Regions from separate parts of the Oncorhynchus mykiss genome. Here region 2 is linked to region 1. Evidence: chromatin contacts called from public Hi-C data. All regions are on one chromosome and are shown on one strand. Each heading gives the region's core, a stretch centred on a gene start, on an enhancer-like site or on the middle of the called end of the contact. The rest is flanking DNA. Distances are from core to core; before and after follow the strand shown.

Evidence for each region. Hi-C and Micro-C count contacts between places; a contact is called where the count stands out from the background.
Region 2: a Hi-C map of liver shows a contact between it and region 1, with 8 times the contacts expected there. The contact joins the promoter of LOC110488913 here to the enhancer-like site in region 1. A contact is called at or near these places in 2 of 3 Hi-C or Micro-C datasets (blood and liver).

What each region holds. Positions count from the first base shown.
Region 1 is chr14:16,125,796-16,132,908 of USDA_OmykA_1.1, reverse strand. It overlaps LOC110488913 (E3 ubiquitin-protein ligase RNF130), which reads left to right. Exons shown (of 8, transcript XM_021561376.2): 6 at 5,689-5,785; 7 at 6,706-6,928. Among protein-coding and RNA genes, the nearest start is that of LOC110488912, 15 kb to the right of the region's middle. Within about 2 kb of position 5,713, at least 4 of the 11 cell types and tissues checked have an H3K27ac peak or open chromatin away from gene starts, as enhancers often do.
Region 2 is chr14:16,188,491-16,194,911 of USDA_OmykA_1.1, reverse strand. LOC110488913 (E3 ubiquitin-protein ligase RNF130) reads left to right here and starts at 2,280. Exons shown (of 8, transcript XM_021561376.2): 1 at 2,280-3,537. The coding sequence starts at 3,270.

The DNA.
Region 1 (7,113 bases), core at 4,464-6,963:
CGTATTGAGGGGAGGATGGATGGGGCCATGTATCGCAAGATCTTGGCCAACAACCTCCTTCCCTCAGTAAGAGCATTGAAGATGGGTCGTGGCTGGGTCTTCCAGCATGACAACAACCCGAAACAAACAGCCAGGGCAACTAAGGAGTGGTGCCATAAGAAGCATCTCAAGGGCCTGGAATGGCCTAGACAGTCTCCAGACCTGAACCCAGTAGAAAATATTTGGAGGGAGCTGAAAGTCCGTATTGCCCAGCTACAGCCCCGAAACCTGAAGGATCTGAAGAAGGTCTGTATGGAGGAGTGGCCCAAAATCCCTGCTGCAGTGTGTGCAAACCTGGTCAAGAACTACAGGAAACGTATGATCTCTGTAATTGCAAACAAAGGTTTCTGTACCAAATATTAAGCTCTGCTTTTCTGATGTATCAAATACTTAAAAATAAAATGTAAATTAATTAATTAAAAATCATACAATGTAATTTTCAGGATTTTTGCTTTAGATTCCGTCTCTCACAGTTGAAGTGTACCTATGATTAAAAATTACAGATCTCTAGCTGCTTTGTAAGTCGGAAACACTGCCGATTTTTCAGGTTATCAAATACTTGTTCTCCCCACTGTATATACTCCGCAACATGCGTGCACACATAAGCACTCAGCAGCGGACACAAACTTTCTCTATTTTTCTGTCTCACACACACCACCGCGCCCTTGTCTGGCAGTCTTGTTCTTGGACACCATCTGCTGTGTCTTCTCTGGCCTTGTGGATGTCAGAACATCCAGAGTGCACTCCTCTACTTGCCTCCTCTACTTCATCTCCTTCATCTGCACTAATGTGAAAGAACTAGACAGCTGAAAGCTGATTCCCAGTAGACTTCCGACCACCTCTATTTTGAATCTGTAGATCAGTTCAGATGGAGAGAAGATGGGTGTTCCTAGACTTAGGAGATGCACTGTTGCTCTTCAGTTGCAGCCAAATTAGCAGTCTAATCTATGTGTAGTCACATTGGGGCTATGGTTAAGGGGTTACAACCTACTAGCTCTGCTAATAGCTACTTTATTGAGGGAAAATGTACTTACAATGACGTTGTCCCACCTAGCTATCGTTTTTTTTTTCTTTGTGTATATATATATTTTTGTACTTTTACCCCTTTTTCTCCAATTGGATATTTTGTGATATCCAATTGGTAGTTAGTCTTGTCCCATCGCTGCAATTCCTCTAAGGACACGGGAGAGGCGAAGGCCGTGGGTCCTCCGATTCACAATCCTGCCAAGCCACACTGCTTCTTGACACAATGTTCGTTTAACACAGAAGCCAGCCGCACCAATGTGTCGGAGGAAACCGCATCCAGCTGGCGACCAAAGTCAGCGTGCAGGTGCCCAGCCCGCCACAAGGAGTCGCTAAAGCGCGATGGGACAAGGATATCCCGGCCTGCCGAACCCTCCCCTAACCCGGATGATGCTGGGCCAATTGTGCTCCGCCTCATGGGTCTCCCGGTCACGGCCGGAGGTGACACAGCCTGGGATCGTACCCAGGGTCTGTAGTGACGCCTTAGACCGCTGCGCCACTCGGGAAGCCCTAGCTATCTTAAGATGAATGCACTAACTGTAAGTCACTCTGGATAAGAGGGTCTGCTAAATGACTCAAATGTAAATGTTTAGTTTGGCCCAACTGACACAAGGACGATGTACCCACTCCTTCTTCAGACCAGTTCAATCCAGATCAGATATCAGAAATGTAAACGGGCCGTCTACCATTTAATGCTCTCCATCCATCCTGCTTATCCAGTCTCTGTCGAAAAGGAGCAATCAGAGGGGCTGGGAGAAGGGGAAGTGAAGAACACAGGTCCTTCCTATGAGGCAAAAAGGGCAAGACTTCATATACAGTATGTCCTCGTCCTCACAGAAGGTGTGGACGTGCTGATAGTCAGGCATGTTTCAAAATCGATAGCTAGCATTAAAGGAAGTTGAAAGTGTTTGAGCAGGGCTCTCCAGACCCCCTTCCCTCCAGGACATCTACAGCACCCGGTGTCACACGAAAGGCCAATAAGATCATCAAGGACGACAGCCACCTGAGCTATGGCCTGTTTACCCCACTACCATCTAGAAGGCAGAGACCGTACAGGTTCATCAAAGCTGAGACCGAGAGACTGATAACCAGGCCATCAGACTGTTAAACAGTCATCACTAGCCGGCCTCCACCCAATACCCTGCCCTGAACCTAGTCACTGTTACTAGCTGGCTACCACCCTGTACTCTACTGTTTCACCCACTTTACATGTATATACTGTATTCTAGTCAATGCTCATCCTATATAACTACTGCTGTACACACCTTTTCTAATCATATATTGTCCATAATGTCTATACACACTATCAAATACAGATAGACCTGTATTCCAGACCCTGACATTGCTCGTTCTGATATTTCTTCATTAGAATCTTTTAATTTGTGTTGTTTTGTATTGTTTGTTATTACTGCACTGTTAGAGCTAGAAACATAAGCATTTCGTTGCATCTGCGATGACTTAAGCGAAATATGTGTACGCGACCAATAAAATGATTTGATTTGACATCGTTGCAACTGATTTTAAACAGTGTTTTTTTTGCCTCAGGCCTCAACCTGCTATTATTTAATTAGGTGAAAGACACACAATGCAATGCACAATAATCATTATGTCTGAACTACTGCATGTAATGGCCGTTGGTGGAAGAAGGTGAGGACCAAGGTGCAGCGTGGTACGTGTTCATATTGTTTATTCGAAACTGAACACTAAAATGCAAAACAACCGAAACAGTTTTATCTGGTGCAGACACAAAAACAGAACGCAACTACCCACAACCCATAGTGGGAAAACAGGTTGCCTAAGTGTGGTATAACACACACAACCAAAACAATGCCCACCCCAACTCACACCCTGACCAAACTAAAATAGAGACATAAAAAGGAACTACGGTCAGGATGTGACACTACATACATAAGTGTCCGTTAGTCTACCTAAAGAGCTAATTTCTGTTTGCAATCCATAGGTAGGCTAATTACAGATTTGGAGTAACCTGTGCAGTTTACTGGTCATGTTAGTAGTACCAAAATGTACCTTTTTGATTTGTGCCCTTGTGGTTTTAGGGCACACTGCAATGCTACCAAGATGGATAACTATTTATTTTATTTTATTTTATTGGCAACCTTGTAGTGTTTTGTAGGAGAGAGAGAGAGAGAGAGAGCTGTTTATGTGGAGTTTATCGGTCCTTATCACGTGTGTGCATACTGCTGCATCCTTTGTGTTCATACTGTATCTCTGAACACCAATCCCTCTGGTGCCTCCCTTAAGTACATGCTGCTATGCCCAATCAATAACTAAAAGCATTGAAGTAAGGGAGTACACTTGACCTGCCATCAGCCATTCAATTTGTCTCTGTACATTTAATATCAGTCTATAGGACAATGTCTTGTCAATAGAGGGATGATTTTTCTGGTCAGACTTGAATGGACTGACAGGCAGGCTGGCTGGCAGGCAGTCAGACGGGAAGACAGCCAGGCAGGCTGGCAGGCAGTCAGACGGGAAGACAGGCAGGCTGGCTGGCAGGCAGTCAGACGGGAAGACAGACAGGCAGGCTGGCTGGCAGGCAGTCAGACGGGAAGACAGGCAGGCAGGTAGGCAAGCAGGAAGACAGACAGACAGGCAGGCTGGCTGGCAGGCAGTCAGTCAGACGGGAAGACAGACAGGCAGGCTGGCTGGCAGGCAGTCAGACGGGAAGACAGACTGGCAGGCTGGCTTGCAGGCAGTCAGACGGGAAGACAGCCAGGCAGGTAGGCAAGCAGACAGACGGGAAGACAGGCAGGCTGGCTGGCAGGCAGTCAGACGGGAAGACAGCCAGGCAGGTAGGCAAGCGGACAAATATTTTAAATGCCGTAACATGTCATCTGGATAAACCAAACATACCAACCAAGACAGGAACAACAAACATAAGTATCTTGGTTTGTTGTTGTTCTGTGGTGGCATCTGTTATAGTATCTAATAGGTATCTACCCGTCTGTCCGATTTTTTTTCTCTGTTTTTACTCTGCTCTAAGAAAGAGTGTGTTTGCTATGGTACCCTATTCCCTATATAGTACGCTACATTTGACCAGAGCCCAATGGGCCTTCTGGGATGCAGGCACAGACTGTGAGCGGAATATTTTCCTGGCTGGAGTGTCTCACTTACAGCATACACATACAGACAGACTGACTTTACATCAGTCACACACACATTTACACTGTCAAACAATCACACAAACTACTACACAAGCTCACCCTTTTGACACATTCCTAAACACTATCACACTGGTTATATAAATAGACATGCACACACACACACATAATCAAAGCTTATCGACACACACACACACGCGTATCCAAGTCTCACTACAACCACAGCTTATCCAAAAGTCTCTCTCTTGCAGGACTGCTTCTTACTGCCCACTGACTTTCTCCCCAAGCCATTGTATGGTAAACGGACTCATCATTAATGCATGGAGTCCTTGTTTTCTGTGCCCCCCTTGAAAGAAAGTAAAGCATTGGTAGAGGGCCGCTGCAAGTGGCTTCGATAAGGAACAGAACATGCCCAGGAAATGCCCGGCCATGTTAGACAGGCACTTAACAGAATCAACGTGCACTTTTATGTTTGTCCTTAGGAATCGGCGGTTAAGTATTTTCTATTATGCATGGTTGGTACTGGCACTTAAGGATTTGTTCTTTAGCGATGATGTAATGGGGCCTTGTATTGTTTTATGGATGCTCATCATGAGGATCTTTAATGTTGTAATAATAATCTATGCACCATGCTTTTGATAAAGCCATTAAGCTGTTAAGGTTAGTGATTATATTATGAGGTAGGCAAGACAAGCTACAGTAATTCTGGTCCTAATGGTCCTTTTTGAAGTGCATTGAAACTGGCCGTCCGGCATCATATCAAAATAAGGAGCAGACCGCTATCTCAAACATGACGTTTCTCTCAGATCCACAATGGCTGTCTTGTGTCATGACGGACAGACAATGTCAACCTTGTGTCCAAGTTGCGCCACAGTGATCACTGTGTCTTTAAAGCGTGACTCGTTTCGGTGACACTTTATAATAAGGTCCCTTAATAAACCATTTATAATAAACAGGTTGTAGAGAGTTGACTTACCATTTAAGCAATCTCTTAAGTCTTGTTTTGTTATTTTTTATTTTAGGATCCCCATTAGCTGTTGCTGAAGCAGCATTTACCCTTCCTGGGGTCCACATTTATACATTATATTTATAAATACTATTTTAAGTAAACTGCCTTCTTCATCAGCATGCTAGCTTAGCATTAGCAAGCCTAGCGTGCTGACGAGAAAGGCAGTTCAGTTAAAATAGTGCTTATAAATGCATCAATGACTCTTTAGAGATTGCTTATTGACATTTACAAATGTAGGAGTAATGATTCAGAAATAGTATGTAAACCTGTTAATAAATGGTTTATTGCAGGACCTTAATAAAGTGTTACATTTGCTCGTTCATACTCTAGGCCCTCCTTGTCAGCTCAAACAGAGCGGTCATTGTGCAATCGCAGGACGTAAAGACGGCCATGTCTGACTTTGAAGAGTCGCATGTAGGCTGTTGTGGGGCTTGTTTGTGAAGGTGGTTTCCTGCTCTTCAACCGTGTTCTTTGCTTCTGTGTCTCTCTGCACAGACATGTCTTCCATAAGCTGTGTGTGGACCCCTGGCTGAATGAGCACTGTACGTGTCCCATGTGTAAACTGAACATCCTCAAAGCTCTGGGCATCATGGTGAGTATTAGTATAGTCAGTATCTCAATTCCTTATCAGTAGAAATGTGTTAGAAGTCAGTATACAAATGTTATCCGGCAATGCCAGTACTCATTTGAAAAATAAATAATGTGATCAACGTCACAAACGACTCTTGACCCAAATAATGAGGAAAAAGATTGCCTTAATATATTGTCATTATCTCAATTAAATGGTTATGTTAATTAACAGTAGAATACAACACAACCTGTGTTGTGTTGTAGATTAAGGCGCTATTTCCCCAGGTTGCCCTTCACATGCTGCTACTCCCGTCATTGTGACAGACCATGTTCATCCTTTGGCGCGCTCAGTACGATGCAACGTTTTGGAACGTTCAGACAGAAATAGGCAATGTAGAACAAACATGCCTCTCTGACATGTAGCATAAGGAGTCACATCAGCTTTATTCATGGAATTTCTATCTGCAACGTTTGAGAATGTTTGGCGACTGAACATGGCCCAGGCAATTGCGTAACCATCTGTTTATGCCAGCTGTGTGTGATCTCATCCGTAGTCCTAGTATTCCCCCTGCTGGTAAGTTATGGAACTATTGCTCAGACGTCAGAAACTAGTCAAACCAAGTGGTATCATCACATCTGATGAGCTGCTGCTACAAGAGCTATTTTCTCTGAAGTTAAGTGTTCATGTTAAGGTCATGGTCAAAATCAGGGTTAGCGATCAGCATGACCTAACAAGTTAATATGACACAAATGAGACTTTCCTCTAACCGTTGTGTTTAACCACTAACAATAACATTCCTCTAACCGTTGTGTTTAACCACTAGCCATAACATTCCTCTAACCGTTGTGTTTACCACTAGCCATAACATTCCTCTAACCGTTGTTTAACCACTAGCCATAACATTCCTCTAACCCTTGTGTTTACTCCCCTACCCCCTTTAGCCCAACCTGCCGTGCGTGGACAACGTCGGCTTCGACATGGACCACAGGATAGGACGCAGCCAGACGATAGCCAGCCAGCGGACAGCCCTGGTGGACCTGTCCAGTGAGACATCCATCAGCCTGGAGCCCCTGCAGCAAGGCCACCCCGGCACTGGACCCCAGATCCCCTCAGAGAGCGGAGAGCTCACCCCCCGCACCGGAGAGATCAACATCGCCGTCACCAGTAAGCAGCTTCCGCCCTGGACAACCATTCTAGTCTTCAACTCAAGTTTAGATTTTATTTCAAATGACTTTATTGATATGAAAGGTTACATTCAGCATTATAAAATCAGAACACACTGTGACCCATGCACCTACTTCAAGTTTCTCACAGTTTTATTTGATCCTTGCAAATCAGGGCGGCAGGTA
Region 2 (6,421 bases), core at 1,031-3,530, 65 kb before region 1:
TGAACTGCAAATGCATCCAAAAAGTTTGTAGAGTCACAAGCTTGATTTAATCACTGCAGACTAGGAATATGGGACCAAATACTAAACTTACTTTATTTTTAAGAATCTGTAGTGGTGTCAGTAAATTTGGACCCTACCTTTTGAAAAAAAAAGTGTGTATTTGTTAAACAAAATATATTTCATGTTGGTCTGTATTAGTATAACCTAATATAATTTCCCCTGTTTTTAGCATACAATGTAGCTCACTATTTGAAAAATTTACTTTATACAGACATTAGTGGTAATATTTAACAAGGGTGTTAATCATTTTGGACCCCAGTGTATATCTCTTATTTTCTCACCAAATATAGACCCTTATCTTTCATTTGACACAAATGTGTTGTGCTTCTATGAACTTCACGTTAATGTTAATGGGGCTTTTTACATAGAACTGCCCACATGCAAACTGGACAGAACTACATTGTAGTTCATTTGACCTAGTTCATTGTTTTAATAGTCTACAGACGAGAATGGAGAATGGATTTGATTTTTTTAACAAAAGTATTCATTTCTTAGAAGTCACTTTTGCCTAATAGAGTATCGTTGGTCCGTATTTAATTTAAATAAACAGGAAATTACAAGACACAAAATGTTGTGGAGTTCTGTTTGGCATTTTCCAGACTGTTCCCTATTACCTACTTCAACCACCAGAGGTCAGTCTTGACAAACAAAAGTATAAAGCGCAACTGTTTTCTTGAGCTGAGAAAATATGTGGGTGGAATTTGGAAAATACTCCGTTGCCTGTAGGCCCTGCACGCAGTCTCTGATTCATCAGAACGTCAGCAACAGTGGTATGTATTAATATAGGACATCTCAAACCTAATTCCACTACTGATAAGAGGGCAGAGGAAGCGAAAGAATACCTACATAAAAACAAATGACAGGCACAATCAATGTTTCTTAGGCAAAAACAGATATTTTATATCAGAGACAGCTCTGACACCTTTATTTACTTCAATTAAAGTAGACAGCATGTCGCCCCCTTAGTTTTTCTGTCATATCAGGAGTGACATCTCGAAGATGCTGTAGTTAAACAGCCCATCGTTCCTAATGTACTGTAACTTCAAACGCCCACCAAAGCTTCGGTGATTTAGTTCACAGCCATCCAGCCATCCATAACAGTATCCAGGTTTGATGTACTGTAACAGCAACCCAGACGTCTCTCTAATGTCTGTACTGCACCTCTTTGATCTTTACTGCACGACTCCATTGAGAATCAGATCTTATATCATTCAGTCATTTTCCACCTAAGCAGGTCTCTCCAGTGCCGCAAGGATTTAGTGACAGGAGGAAGCCCGAGCGACATGTATCAATTAGCTTGTCACTGAGCCCCGGGTGGCCGCGGGCTCTCTTCTTGCCAAAGGTAAGCCGATCCCTCAATGTAGCCACCTGCCTGGTCTAAGGGGAGACAATTTACTCGCTCCTCTCCTGTTGCCAGACTCCCCCTCTCCTCCTCTACCACACTCTCCCTCTCTCCTGTCCTCCTCCGCCACGCTCTCCCTCTCCTCCCCATCAGTCCCCCTCTCCTATCCTCCTCTGCCAGAATCCCTCTCTCCCTCATTCTCCCACGTCCTTCCTCCTAGTCATGATTTTAATAATGGCTGAAAGTCTGTACACTGGCCATGGACTGGAGAGACTCTCAAACTCCCCCGCTTCATCCTGAGTCTACTGTTGGCTGTTCGTTTTAAATCGACTGGCTTTTGTCCAGAGCACAGCACAGGTGGGAAAATACAAGAGCCTGTCAACAATGGATAGAGCGGGACCAGAGGATATAGTGGCAAATGGACTAAGTAGTGGAACACCAAGGGAAGCCATTTTGTGTTCAGATTGGAACAGTGTAACACACACACACTGTGTGTGAAGGGGATCCATAATCTTTGAGCAGGTGCTCCTTGTCTGGATGATTGTCATGTCTTTTGTTCCCTTTTCCCCGAAATTGGCCTTGGTGAAAACACTGTCATACAATCTCAAAATTCACAAGATTAGGCTACATAAATAGATCTTTATAGCTTAGTTTGGTTTTGATAGCATAAACCTGTCACTGATGGATAGTGACATATTGGTTCCTCTAATCAATAAGACTATAGCCTACCAGTTTAGAACATGTCTTGAAAACGTTTAACCTAATTGACTGCCTACAATTGGATATGAGGGGCACTGTGACCAAACCACGCTTTATCAGTAGGCTATAATTGATTAAATAACGGTACCATTAATGTTGACAGGTGAGGTGATTGTAAGGCTATCTACAGGTGGCCGTCTTTTCAGATATTGAGAACGTTGGCGTGATGGTAGGCCTACAAGCGCAGCTGTCGTCCTCTTCTAAGTCGCGCTGCGCTTGCGCTGTGTGGATCCAGAAGGAAAAGACCAGAGAGTGAATCGCATTATCGTTGTTTTGATGGCAAGGGCCACTGAACGTTCATAATAATAAAGCAAGTGAAGAGGTTTTGTATCAATATCGTTTTGGTTCGAGGAAATGGAGAAGGTAGGTACCGCGTCATAGATTTCGAAACTGTGAATCAATGCGAAAAAAATCGAACATTAGTGGCTACGAGCAAAGGTAGCTGGCAATCATCGGCACGCTTTTGTGAACACATCAGTAATGACAGCTGTTCACTTGTGGCAATAATACACAGCTGTAACGTTAGCATATTTTAGAAATACATTGCCACTCAGACAGCGTGCCGGCTATTAAAAATCTCGATACGGTCTATTGGGTTTTCATAACCTTCTAATTTTAATGCATAGGCTATGTATTTGTTATCGGGATAGCCTGCTAAGTACTCGAACGATATACATGCGCATTATAGTTGACATTAATTTAGAGCCTATGATATTCAAATAAAGGGCTCTCCTTAGGTTTTCATGCGATTAAAGGTTAAATGGATTGTCTTGTAATATTAAGCAAATAAGAAAAGTAGAACATAAGGAAATTGACATCTGCCCAAAGCCATTTAATGTCATTATTTCAGCTCGTCTCCCTACAGATCTAATGTGCGCTTTTATGATTATGTATTGCTTCGTTCCAAATGAAGTGTAGGCTACACATGTATTGGAATAAGACAACTGTGTGAAGAGCACAGCATGTTTTTATGACGGGACGCCACACGGAAGACGCCGAGCATCTGTCTTTTTTATTTTTTTTGTGTGGGGGGAATCGTTTGTCGTGGTTCGATTCCCTGAATAACAGCTTGGATGTAAAGGGGACATTACAGTAAGACATTCCGAAGATGCCCAAGAGGTGGACCACAGCAACGCCATGCAGCTATCTCCCGGTCGTCTTGTTGGTGCTCGTTCTGCCCAGATGTATACTGTCGATCCGTGCCGACAAAACCATCAGCAAGGAAGACCATGTTAGTGCTACGGTCAATGCCACCGTACTTGACTCAAAAGGCAATCCTAAACAAATTCTAACCAAGGACGATGGCATGTACGGACAGAATTCACCGAAAGTGGACGCGAAAGGAATCGTGATTGCACCAGCACCGAATCATGGAGGTAGGTTGTCACAAGTGTGCCACACTTGCTGCTTATACACATGCAGACAATTCAAATATATTTTTTTAACTAATTGGTCTTTTGACCAATCAGCTCTGTGATAAGAATTCGGCCGACTGTAAACCCATCCATTGTAGCCTATATTTTACCGGCAGTGATGCATCATGCATGCATGTTAAAATGTATGGTATTAATGCATGCATTACTTTTTGTACTCTGTTAGTGTATTTGAGTGATATTGTGGAATTGCCTTGTACTCAAGGTGTCAATAATACTACCCACATACGCACACACTTTGCTTCTAAGTGAAACCTCTGTGTAATCATCAACATCAGTGTGTGAATGAGAGAGAAATAATTTTCATACAGAGACCCTTTTTGTTATATTTTCTAAAAGCCTTTTATAACCTCTAACATCTTATGACACTCATTTAAAAGAATATGGGTCAAGGTTAGAGTTTGTCAAGCAATTTTATCTATAAAAACATTGAACTATTTGACTCTGCTAGTGACACACACAGTAAACCAGACAAATGCAGTGCCTCACCAAATGACACACGGTGACAAACTACTGTGACGTTAAAGACCCTTTTGAAGGGCCTTCTACCAAACTGCTGCTGGATTAATAAATGCCCAATTGTTTAGGCAATATTTTCCTGTTATTTCACAATGCAATATTATCACACTCTTTCTTCAGTAGTCGCATTTCCCCTCCCGCCCCGGTTATGGGGCCAAGGGTTGGAAATAGACAATGTTTCTGCGAAGCTAAACTAATTCCTCAGAATATTAAAATAAATCTCTGACATGGACTACTTCCTGGAGATTTTCATTCACATTCTATTTTGTTCTGAACTGAGCACTACCGCCTTTTCAAGATGTGCAAACAGTGGTAACTTCTCTGTTCAAATTTGAACCTGTAAGCTCACATGGGCTTTTTGGCTCTCCTTGCTGTGCAAACTCATATTTGCCCCATTTCCCTAAGCTGCTTGTTTGAGTGCCTTCGGGTTAATCTGGTTGTGGTAAACAGACTGGATACAGCTGTCCTGTGTCTCCCTCCTCAGCTTTCGGTAAACACTAAACAGCAGCATCCCCTAAATAACTAAATGTGTGTGTGTGTGTGACTGCATTACTGAGCATAATTTCACCCTATAGCTATGAACATTGTGCATTCTCTTTTGGTCCACTTCTCCACCAATCTCCAACAACCATTAACCAGGTCTCTAAGCTACTGTAGTAGAACATTACATAGTGGGTAACTTAAACGTTTTAGCTGAATCATCCTGGTCCTTAGACTGTGTTGCATGTGTATTGCAGCGAAAGGCCAATGGGGATGTACTATGTCAATAATGCCACCGATTGGGGGGGGGGGGGGGGGGGGGGGGAGACATATTATCTTTCTGCCGTCGTAGGTGTGAACCTACGATCTTCACTGATCCTCTACGTCTGTGAAAGGAAGAAAGAGAGGAAGCAAGTAAACATAATTAAAAATGTTTCTACCTTTTTGTTCCTGGCATAAGGACTTTGTTCTGAACAGTTCTTTGTCTTGCTTGTTCACGAAGAACAAAAGGATGCCCTTTGAAAGGCTTTACTCGTCCCTTTGGAGGATGATATGGAACACGATAGGTGTGTAGTTGCTATGGAAACTGAAGTGGCCAGAAAATGCAGCACTACGGTTGCCATCCCTGTTGTGGGTAGAAGGCACCTTTTGATTTGTCCTAAGTGTATCATCAAACTTCAGTATGGGCAGCCTAAAGTAGTTACAATTCTCCCGTTCTTGTAAAGTCCACACGTTTTATCAAGAACTTAATTGGTTGAAATCTGATTTAATGTCATTTAGCCTTGTGTCCTTGACTCTACCTTGTTTTTGGTGTCGCTCGGGTTGACGACTAATCACCTAGTTTCCTTTGTCTGCTGCTGGTGCCGTAGTGGCAGTTCGGCCTTGGGGGAGTGGTGTGACCTGTGCTACAACCCTGCCGGTGATAGTCTAACCGCCAACCCCAAACTCGGTCAGGCAAAGTGGAACACCAACAGTATGTTAACAACCATATGACCAAAGGAAGGACTAATGATCACCAAAGTAACAAATGGACTTGAGTTTGTATGACTTGGGCCATAGTTACTTGGTAGATCCCTGTTGTGTATCACACCAACGGGGAAGTTCTATTAGTCATGATAAGGTTCTTCTGTTGAAGGTGTTACTGGACTGAAATAATTGGTTTCCCCGCTGGCCGCACTCTGCGAGTGCTGTACAGGAGTCCATTATTCTGCTTGCTCCATTGCGTCTGTACATAGGCAAGCAGGCACACTACCCTGTTTCTGGTCTTTCTTCAATTCAATAGGTCTGACAGAAATCAATCTCTTAGCACCACACGTGTACCTGACTCGATGGAATTATCATCAGCATTCCATTTGATTTCAAGGATGTCGCATGGCTGTTGACTGAAAAAAAAAAAAAAAAAAACTTGCTTTGGCATTCACCTGCATTCCATTTGACACTTGTGTTCGTATAGCTGAGGAAATGAGAAACAAAATTACTTAGCATAAGGTAGAAGTTTCCCGTGTAACATTTTATTCTAATGTAGCCTGTTCCTCAGTATGAGACTACAGCATCAAGCCTCTTTGATCACCCACCTTCACTTCTATCTATCCAACAATCCATCCACCTGTTTTGCAGAGTCACTAGTGCTAGGTGTATTGCAGGCCCTTGGCTTCCAAATACTGTGCTCAAATTTTTCCGACTGCTATTATAAGAAATGTAACACGTTCTCCACCAGGACCCAATATTGTAAGGACTTCATAATAATGGCAAATATACTGCTGCAGTGGCTGTCAGCTGTCGCTTCTCTGTAGGACATGAATAGAAATGGTAACAAAATCCTGGCATC